Linked DNA regions of Mus musculus: region 1 is linked to region 2. A link is a contact called in public promoter capture Hi-C data. All regions are on one chromosome and are shown on one strand. The core of a region is the stretch at or near the end of the contact, and the rest is flanking DNA. Distances in the headings are between cores, read along the strand shown.

The links. Capture Hi-C pulls out chosen DNA fragments and counts their contacts.
Region 1: a contact with region 2 is called in a promoter capture Hi-C map of adipose tissue. The contact joins two enhancer-like sites. A contact is called at or near these places in 9 of 484 Hi-C or Micro-C datasets (the Ba/F3 cell line, the G1E-ER4 cell line, the N1E-115 cell line and 6 more), 1 of 115 datasets of contacts at active chromatin or transcription factors (fibro-adipogenic progenitors) and 2 of 9 other capture datasets (adipose tissue and pancreatic islet).

Annotation. Positions count from the first base shown.
Region 1 is chr9:84,105,068-84,109,239 of GRCm38.p6, forward strand. All of the region lies in intron 9 of Bckdhb (branched chain ketoacid dehydrogenase E1, beta polypeptide), which reads left to right. Among named protein-coding and RNA genes, the nearest start is that of Gm26146, 81 kb to the right of the region's middle. Within about 2 kb of position 2,669, at least 37 of the 459 cell types and tissues checked have an H3K27ac peak or open chromatin away from gene starts, as enhancers often do. A contact at or near this core is called in adipose tissue, where this site is marked.
Region 2 is chr9:84,030,833-84,034,811 of GRCm38.p6, forward strand. The region is part of intron 8 of Bckdhb (branched chain ketoacid dehydrogenase E1, beta polypeptide); the gene reads left to right. Among named protein-coding and RNA genes, the nearest start is that of Gm46124, 8.0 kb to the left of the region's middle. Within about 2 kb of position 2,364, at least 70 of the 459 cell types and tissues checked have an H3K27ac peak or open chromatin away from gene starts, as enhancers often do. A contact at or near this core is called in adipose tissue, where this site is marked.

The sequences.
Region 1 (4,172 bases), core at 1,419-3,918, 75 kb after region 2:
TTTTATTTTTCTTAACAGCTGAATAATATTCCATTGTATAAACATACCACATTTTTATTCCTTATGTATCATTTGATGGATATCTAAGCTATTCCCAGTTTCTGGCTATAAAATAGTGATGAACATGTGTGGGCAAGAATCTCTGTAGTAAGATATAGAGTCCTCTGGGTATATGCCCAAGAGTGCTATAGCTGTGTCCTGTGGTGGCTTGACTTTGCAGCTATCTCAGGACCACCACACTCATTTCCGTCATGGCCCATACCAGTTTGCACCTCCACCATCGATGAATATGTGTTCCCCTTTCCCACTTCCTCCACAGCATGCACTATTATTTCTTTTATTGATCTTGGCCATTCTGCTTGGGATAAGAAGAAATCTCACAGTAGTCTTAATTTCCATTTCCCTGATGGCTCAGGTTGACTTTTTCTCTGTCATTTGTATTTCATTGTTTTGAGAACTCTCAGGTTAGGTCTAGATCTCATTTTTAAATTGTATTTTTTTTATTCTCAGTTGGATTTGGGGGGAGGGGCAGTTCTTTGCGTATTCTCATTCTTAGCGCTAGTCCTCTGTTGATGTATGATTGGTGAAGATGCTTTCCCACTCTATCGGCCACTGCTTGGCTGGAATGATGTCCCCTTCTGTACAGAAGCCTGGCCACATGGCTTTATCAGTTCTGAGCCAGAGTTCTAGATTCATCATGATTTGACCATGAAGGACCTGAGCCAGTGCTGAAGGGTGAAAATGCTGATGCTAAGTCACCTCAGACCCACCCTTGGGTTGGGGGAAGTTTCAGCTTCCTTCAGAATCCCCGGGGAGTGGGGTGATTATGGTTTCTCTGTGGCCAACCAGCACTGCCCATTACATTACAGTAATGCACATCCAATATAAAGAGTTATTGGTACTTTTTAACAAGGGGAAGTTTTGAAGAACATACAGGGGAAAAAAAAACTGTGTTTGTTAGTATTAATCAGAGGCATTTCGAATGTTTTTTTTAAATCTAACATGCATACCAAATTTGACTTTACTGTATCAGAGATAGCACTGGGTGCTATGTCTTAAGAATCCATCTTGTGAACTTCATTGCTTTACAAGGTCCCAATTGCTGCAGCACCTGGCACCTTTGCTGACAGACATATCTATTGTCTGCTGCCAATTTATAGGAGAATGAAGTTCCTATATAGAAAAACTTTTTTAAAAAAATGATGTCTTGTTATTGTTTTTTATGTATGTGGGTGTTTTGCCTGACTGTATGTCTGTGCACCATTTGCATGCGTGGTGCCCATGTAGGCCAGAAGAGCACATCAGATTCTCTAGAATTGGAGTTAAAGACAGTTGTGAGCCACTCGGTTAGTATTGGGAATTGAACCTGGGGCATCTGGAGAACAGTCAAATGTTTTTAACCACAGAACCATCTCTACATCCCTAAATAGAGTCTATAAGCTCTTTATCTCAATTGAGAAAGTCTATGAAGAATTTGAAAGGCTGGCACGAACGTTGGTGTACATATTATTTGTGTAAACAAAACTTTTCATTTCTCTGGGATAATTGCCCAAGAGTTGGACTGCAGAGTCATGGGAAGTGGATATTTAGTTGTATAAGAAAGTGCTGAAATGTATGTTTGCAAATGTTTCCATTCATACTCTCCCCTCCCCCCTCTGTCTCTACACACACACACACACACACACACACACACACACACACACACAACCAGTTATACATCCACACATACTAATGTCTCACTGAGTAGAGAGCATCTTTTCATGTGACTATTGGTCATCCGTATTTTCTCTGCTCCTAACATTTTTTTTCCACTTTCCAATTGTTTTTATGTTTTTTTTTTCTTGTTTTTCAGCTAGGTTCCGAGAGTTTTGTAACGTAAGAACTTTGTTAGATTTGTGGCTTATAAATGTTTGCCTCTATGTGTTCTGTGCCTGCTTTTTGCTTTTTGCTAACATCTTACACCTCCCAGAGACTCTCACCTACCCACAAAAGGGGGGTTCTGCTTTAGGCCCCAGACATTATATTTTCCTTCCTTTAACTATGGAAGTTTTTATTAAACTTTATGGCCTTTTCTCATAAAGAGAGACTGCTTTCTCCACCGTCTCTGTACTTTCTATACAGTCTCCCCAGGGTGTGCCTTCCCCCTCCCGTTTAGTTATGGCACTAAGATTATTTTCCCAGTACACTCCTTTTTATTTGCATTGTGATCTGGGCGCGATAGAGACTTTACTCTCTAGTCATTCGTATTTCCTGCCCTCCTCCTTCCCTCCCTTCCTCCACCACTTTAATGTTGAAACCTTGAAAATCTGAATATAAGGTTTTGCCAGGAATTCAGGGCTGGAGTGCTTTCTGTTTCGCTCCCGCGAAACTTTCCTTACCCGTATGGATGGGCTAAAGACTCTTACATCTCTGTTGTTCCCGCAGCCTGAGCCATGTGAAGCTAAGTGAGAATTCAGACTTCTCTGGCAAGGCATTATTTATTGCTGCATGCCTGCCGGCTGCCAGACCTTGGGCGCTGGTGTGCCTTCTGCTGATGAGACCCAGCGCTAATTCGTCTGAGGTGATGTTAGGGCATCTATGCTTTCCTTGCCCGCAGTGTGAATACCTTCGCCGTCCTGTTTGCCTTAGTGAGCCCACACTAGAGGGGACTGATTGGGTGAGGGAGAGCCATACCATTACTTACGTAGTTGCTTCCTGTTTCCCTATACAGTGATAGCCGTGCAGTCGAAGATGCTGTGATGGTTGTCAGCCTTCTGCACAAAGAAGCATATTTTCGCAACATGAATGGAAAGCTATTTGTAAATTACTTAAATGGCCTCAGAAATCTGTGCATAGCCAGAGACCAAATAAGATAATTTCCAAACACCAGAATTTTCATAAATCAGAATTTGTAAATGCTGAAGAAAACAAGCATGACCTAGTGACTTGGTGTAACTGGGCACATAGAAAATGTTCTGCTTCAGGCTTGCCTTCATTTTTTGATTACTTCATAATTTCCTTGAATTTTTTAGGTAGCAAGCAAGCTGAGGAGCTCAGTTCACAGTTTGCTACATTGTAGCCGGCCTTGGCAGCTGGAAGGCTGAGGGGATCCACGAGAGAGAATGGATTTCCTCTGGCCACTCAGTAAAGCACTCGAATGTCAGTGTGTATGCATGGTCGAACCTTACTTCTTCCACAAGAACAGCAGGCGGCATTAAACATATGATCTCTGTGTGCGTTGCTAGGTTACTTGGTTTTGAGTCTTTTTCTTTATAATAGATAATCATTAAAAACTCAGCACCGAGCGAGAGAACATTGAGAAAGGAAAGCAGTAGTATGAATAAATGGGAGAGTAACATTGTCATTAGGACACTGGCTACGGTAGTAAATATATACATATATATATATATATATATATATATATATATATATATATCTTCCTGGTAGAGAAAGGATATTCGATTGCTAGCCAAGAAACGAGTCCACTTAGCTGCAGACCATAGAGTAGTATTTTTAATTGTAAGCTCCTCACTTTAGTTTTCTCGACTTTCTCAAGTAGACATTTTGGGGTTTCATTCTTATATTTCTAACCAAATGGAGCAATTGCCCCCAAATTACAAATGCATGCGATCTGTTCATTTCCACTGTGCCCCCTCACTTCCTCTTGTCATCGCTGTTGCCGTTTGAATTATCAGCAGGCCCATGATTCATCTCTGATGATACCTTTAGATTCCTCACGCAGGAGCCTTGAGAACAGCGTACAGCTCTATAGCCACTCGAATGGATTGTGTAAGATATAGATGTGTAAAATATGAAAACCACTTGTAGCTGTCTTCTGGTTGTGGCTGATCTGGTGGCCATCTGGTTGTCCCCCTTTTCCTTCTGCACCCCTCCTTTGGAATTTCCTTCCTTTTCCATGCTCCTTAGATGTTCCTGTACATACAGGGAGGGACACAGAGGGATCTTACAGTGCAGGCTTGTTGAATATGAGTAATAATAATTGAAAAAAAATAGATGTATTCTTTTTAAAAAAAATCAATATCAAGTTACTGGACGGTGTCTTGGAGAAGGGCATTTATGCTGAATTTGGAAGGTGCACCATGTGACCATAGCAGGATAGAGGAAAGCAAGAAACAAAATTAGATCAAAAGGGCTTTTAAGAAAGCAACGATATGGTCCCTTTCTCTTCCCCT
Region 2 (3,979 bases), core at 1,114-3,613:
CATTCTTTCTTATAAAAGTGTCTAGTCACAGCTGTGGTCAGATCCAAGGCTGCAGACAAGAGGCTTGTTTTATGCAGGTGTCCTCTCTCTATTTGCAGTGTGTCTTTAGCCCTCTCCTTGCTAGCTGTTATCGTTCACCAATCTGACAAGGGCTATTTTTTTTTCAGTGTTGTAGGTAGAGCACAACCACATTAAAACAGAGGTTCACATTCTTTCCGGATGGAGCTGAGATTAGTCGAGTCTTGGAAACCACAGCTGACAGGCTTTTTCCTCTGGGGACCTTCTCCTGAGTGGCTTCTCATTGCTTTCCAACCTGCCTGTCAGCCCATGTTATTCCTAGACTCCTTGCTTCCAGCTCTCTGGGAGCAGGTATCATTGTGTGTTGTGGTTTCTAATCTCCTCGTCCATTTTTCTCCTACTCTGTGCATCGTCTCTGTGACCCTTTGAGACAGGCTTGCTGTGTGTAGTTCTGGCTGGTCTGGAGCCAACTACAGTCTAGGATGACCTTGACTTTAGGTGATTCTTGTGCCTCTGCTACCTGAGAACTGGGATTATAAGGAGTGTACTGCCACACCCAGCTCAGAACTTGCTTTCTTAAATATCTCGATATTTAAACTTTCTATTTATTCAGAGATGAGGTTTCTTGGATTCTCAGTTTTCTAGCATTGAGCAAAGAATTATGATGAAGGTAGAACATAAGCTTTCTAGGCACGTTGAAGGAGTTGTGGTTAAAGCCCTTGCATAAGAGCACACACTCCTTCTGTAGGGGAAGAAAGCCTCCCCCGGTCTCGTTCCACCAGCTTTTGCTGTATGTAGGATCCTAGCCGACTTCTGTACTTGGAGCCCACATTAGATTGAAAGCTACACATAAGAAGATGAAGGGGCATTCTGCTGACCACACGAGGGGACCCAGAGCTGAGCTGATGTATTGATAGCTGCTGCTGATAGGAGATGGAGTGAGACCCTATGGGGAAAACATGTATGAAAAAGGTGTCAGCATTTTTAATTGTTTTCAAACCATAGCTCTTTATCTTCATTTAGTACAGAAGACAAGCAGACACCTACTGTGCTCCTATGGCTAGACCTGATGTAAATGCGTGCTCGCCACGCAGAGGTTCATTTCCCTCCTGGGAGGTGCGCGTGTGTCCTTAATGGTATGGGTGGGGTGACAGGTCAAGTATGTTGGATAATTCAGCTCCTTTCCCTACAGTGCTACATAAACAGATTTTTCTGGGTTCCTGCAAGGTACTAGTTGTTTTACTTCTAATCATTAATTTCCCTTTGGTTGCAATAGTCTTAATGATGCCATTAACCGGTTGCTGTTTGGGTATTTCTTATTAGTGTCTAATTTCTTGCATCAGATTTAGAAAGTAATAAAATTACTCTTTCCCTTGGCTCTTCGTCCCCCACCATTTGATGTTTGAGAATATCATACCTGCATATGATATCTTCATCAAATCTACCTGCATATCTTCTTTACTTCCTCCCATTTCAGCCCTGCCCTTCCCTCCCAACTAAAAGCGCTGTGATTTTAAAGCCACTTAGTGACATGGATAGGTGCATGAGCCTCGGGCTATCTCTGAAGCATGAAGAGGGATATAACCTTGAATCAAATAGTCTTTCCCCAGTAGCCATCATTAGTTCCTTGGCACTATATATTCATATTTTTTCCTTTTTATTCTTTTAGTCTCAGAGCTGCTGAAGAGTTTTAGCTGGAACAGACCTCTGTGTGTTGCTAGTTCTCATACAATTTTATATTAATCTTACTTTGCATGTTCCAAACTTTTCTTTAGAGCTGAGGAGAGATGAGAGGGAGGGTTAGTCCTTCACTTTGTGCTGATTGAGATGTCGAGGGAGGTGTGACAGACAGACTGGCTGTCTCAGTCTCCGTCCTTACAAGTCCCTGTGCCTGGCCGCAGAATGGCGCTTCTTGGTGTGAATGACTGGAGACACACGTCTGTGTCGTAGTTAACTTCTTCCAAGGGGAGCTTGGCTTGTAGAACCAAAGGGCGGAGGGCGATTGACTAATCTGCTAAATAGCCTTTTATCTTCCCGTCTAGTTTCTCATTAGTATTTGTGAGCCGGAGGATGGCTGGTTGGGAACGCGGGTTTGTGTTTTTAATTAGTCTCTCTAGGGATGATGAGAGGCTTATTTTGAAGAATGGAATTTTAAGGAAGCCTGACAACCCTACTTTTCATGTGACTGAAAAATGTTGGCAGCTGAGAAAGGTTTCACAACTGCGATGTCAAGCCAGCCTTTCCCATGGCTTTTTGCTCATTGTGGGGGCTGAGATGCATGACCGACCTGCGCTTCTGCTTCCAGACCCCAGCAGCCTGGAGCCTCTGTAGAGCGCCTGGCGTTCGTAGCCTCTCATGCTTCCTCCTCTTTAGTTCAGAGGGCTCTCCTGGGGCTTTCTCTCCTATCACATGCATTAGAGAGCTGGCTCAATTCCTTCCTTTGTCTGTGCATTTTAATCAGGCTGCAGCATGGGGTTGTATGACGCCTTATTATCTGTATAAGAAGTACTTGTTTTCCATACTGTACACCACCATAAAAATTTAAGACTACCTCATTATCACGGAATCAGGGAGCTAGGTTGTTTTGCACGGTATTGTATTGGGAAATAAGGAAATGTAGCTCCAGAGCCCTGAAGTATGATGTCCCCACAAATGATTTTTGAGCTGTGCCATCTTGCCTGTTCCTATAAAAGAGGCAGCCAGTTCCTTTGTCATGCAGTTCCTCCTGCTAGAGGGATTTTGTGTGTGTGTGTTTATTTTGTTTTGTTGTTGTTTTTGAGTTGAAACGTATTTTCTCACCTGTTTCTACACTTCCTTCTTAGAAGCCTTTGTTTCTGTACAGCTTCCATGCAAATGTGTGCACATCTTCCAGACCCCGTAGTTATTGTCTTTTCTGTGTCCTTGGCATAGCCACCATCCCCATTATCTGCATTTTTACTTTCCCTTTCTGTGGCTTCAGTTACTCATAGTCTGAAATTATTAAGTGGAAAATTCCAGAAATAATCCATTTAAATTGTGTACCATTCTGAATAAGCGTGGAGAAATTGCACACTGTCCCTTTTCTGTCCCTCCTGGGACATGAATCACACTCTTGTAAGCTTATTCATTCTATAGGTGCTATTCCCACCTTTTGGTCACTTTGTAGCCATCCTGATGGTTAGTTGTACTCACGAGGCCATATATTGCAGTGCTTAACTTAATAACCCGTAAGCAAAGGAGGGTGAGAGTGTTGCAGATGAGATGCTCTTGCTTAGGACGTGGAGGGCTGAATTAACTCAGTACTGTGCAATCATTTGTTGTGAGGCATGTTGGAAAATGACAGTGTGTGTACAATTCACATTGAGAGTCTTTCTGGGGCTCTGATATCACCTGTCCCTGAAGGTGGGCTATCCCCTCTGAGTGAGGGAGGCCTTTGCTGTCCCCATTCCTTTCAGCTGGTAGGTAAGTGTCCTGGTTTCCAGGTTCTTCATGATGTTCTTGAAACACCCTCTCAGTACCTAGTGGCCTTTTTTCAGTTAAAGTGACTTTTAAAGTGATAGGTGACCTGACTCGCTGAAGGCCTCTCAGGACAATTTGTCTGGTGACCTGAGGTCTATTATGACCTGGAAGGAGATTGTATGCTGTTATTTTGGAATACCCCGAAAAGGCAGTGAGGTTCCTTGCCATTGGTTACATTAAGCCCTCGCACAGAGGTTTATGGATATTATTGGCATAGAGCAGTAAAAACTGTGTTGGGAAGGTAGTAATCTTGCAAAAACATCTCAAATAATATTAGTTTAAAAATATATTTTTAGTGTGGTTTGTATGATTTTATTTTATTTTTTGCAGGAGTGGGGAGGGGGCCGTGTATGGTATTGTGTTATGTACCTTGATGTGCAGGCAGCAGATAGAGGAATTTATAGAGTTGTTTTTCTCTTTTCATATGGGGCCCAGGATCAAATTTGGGTGGCAAGGCTTGTTC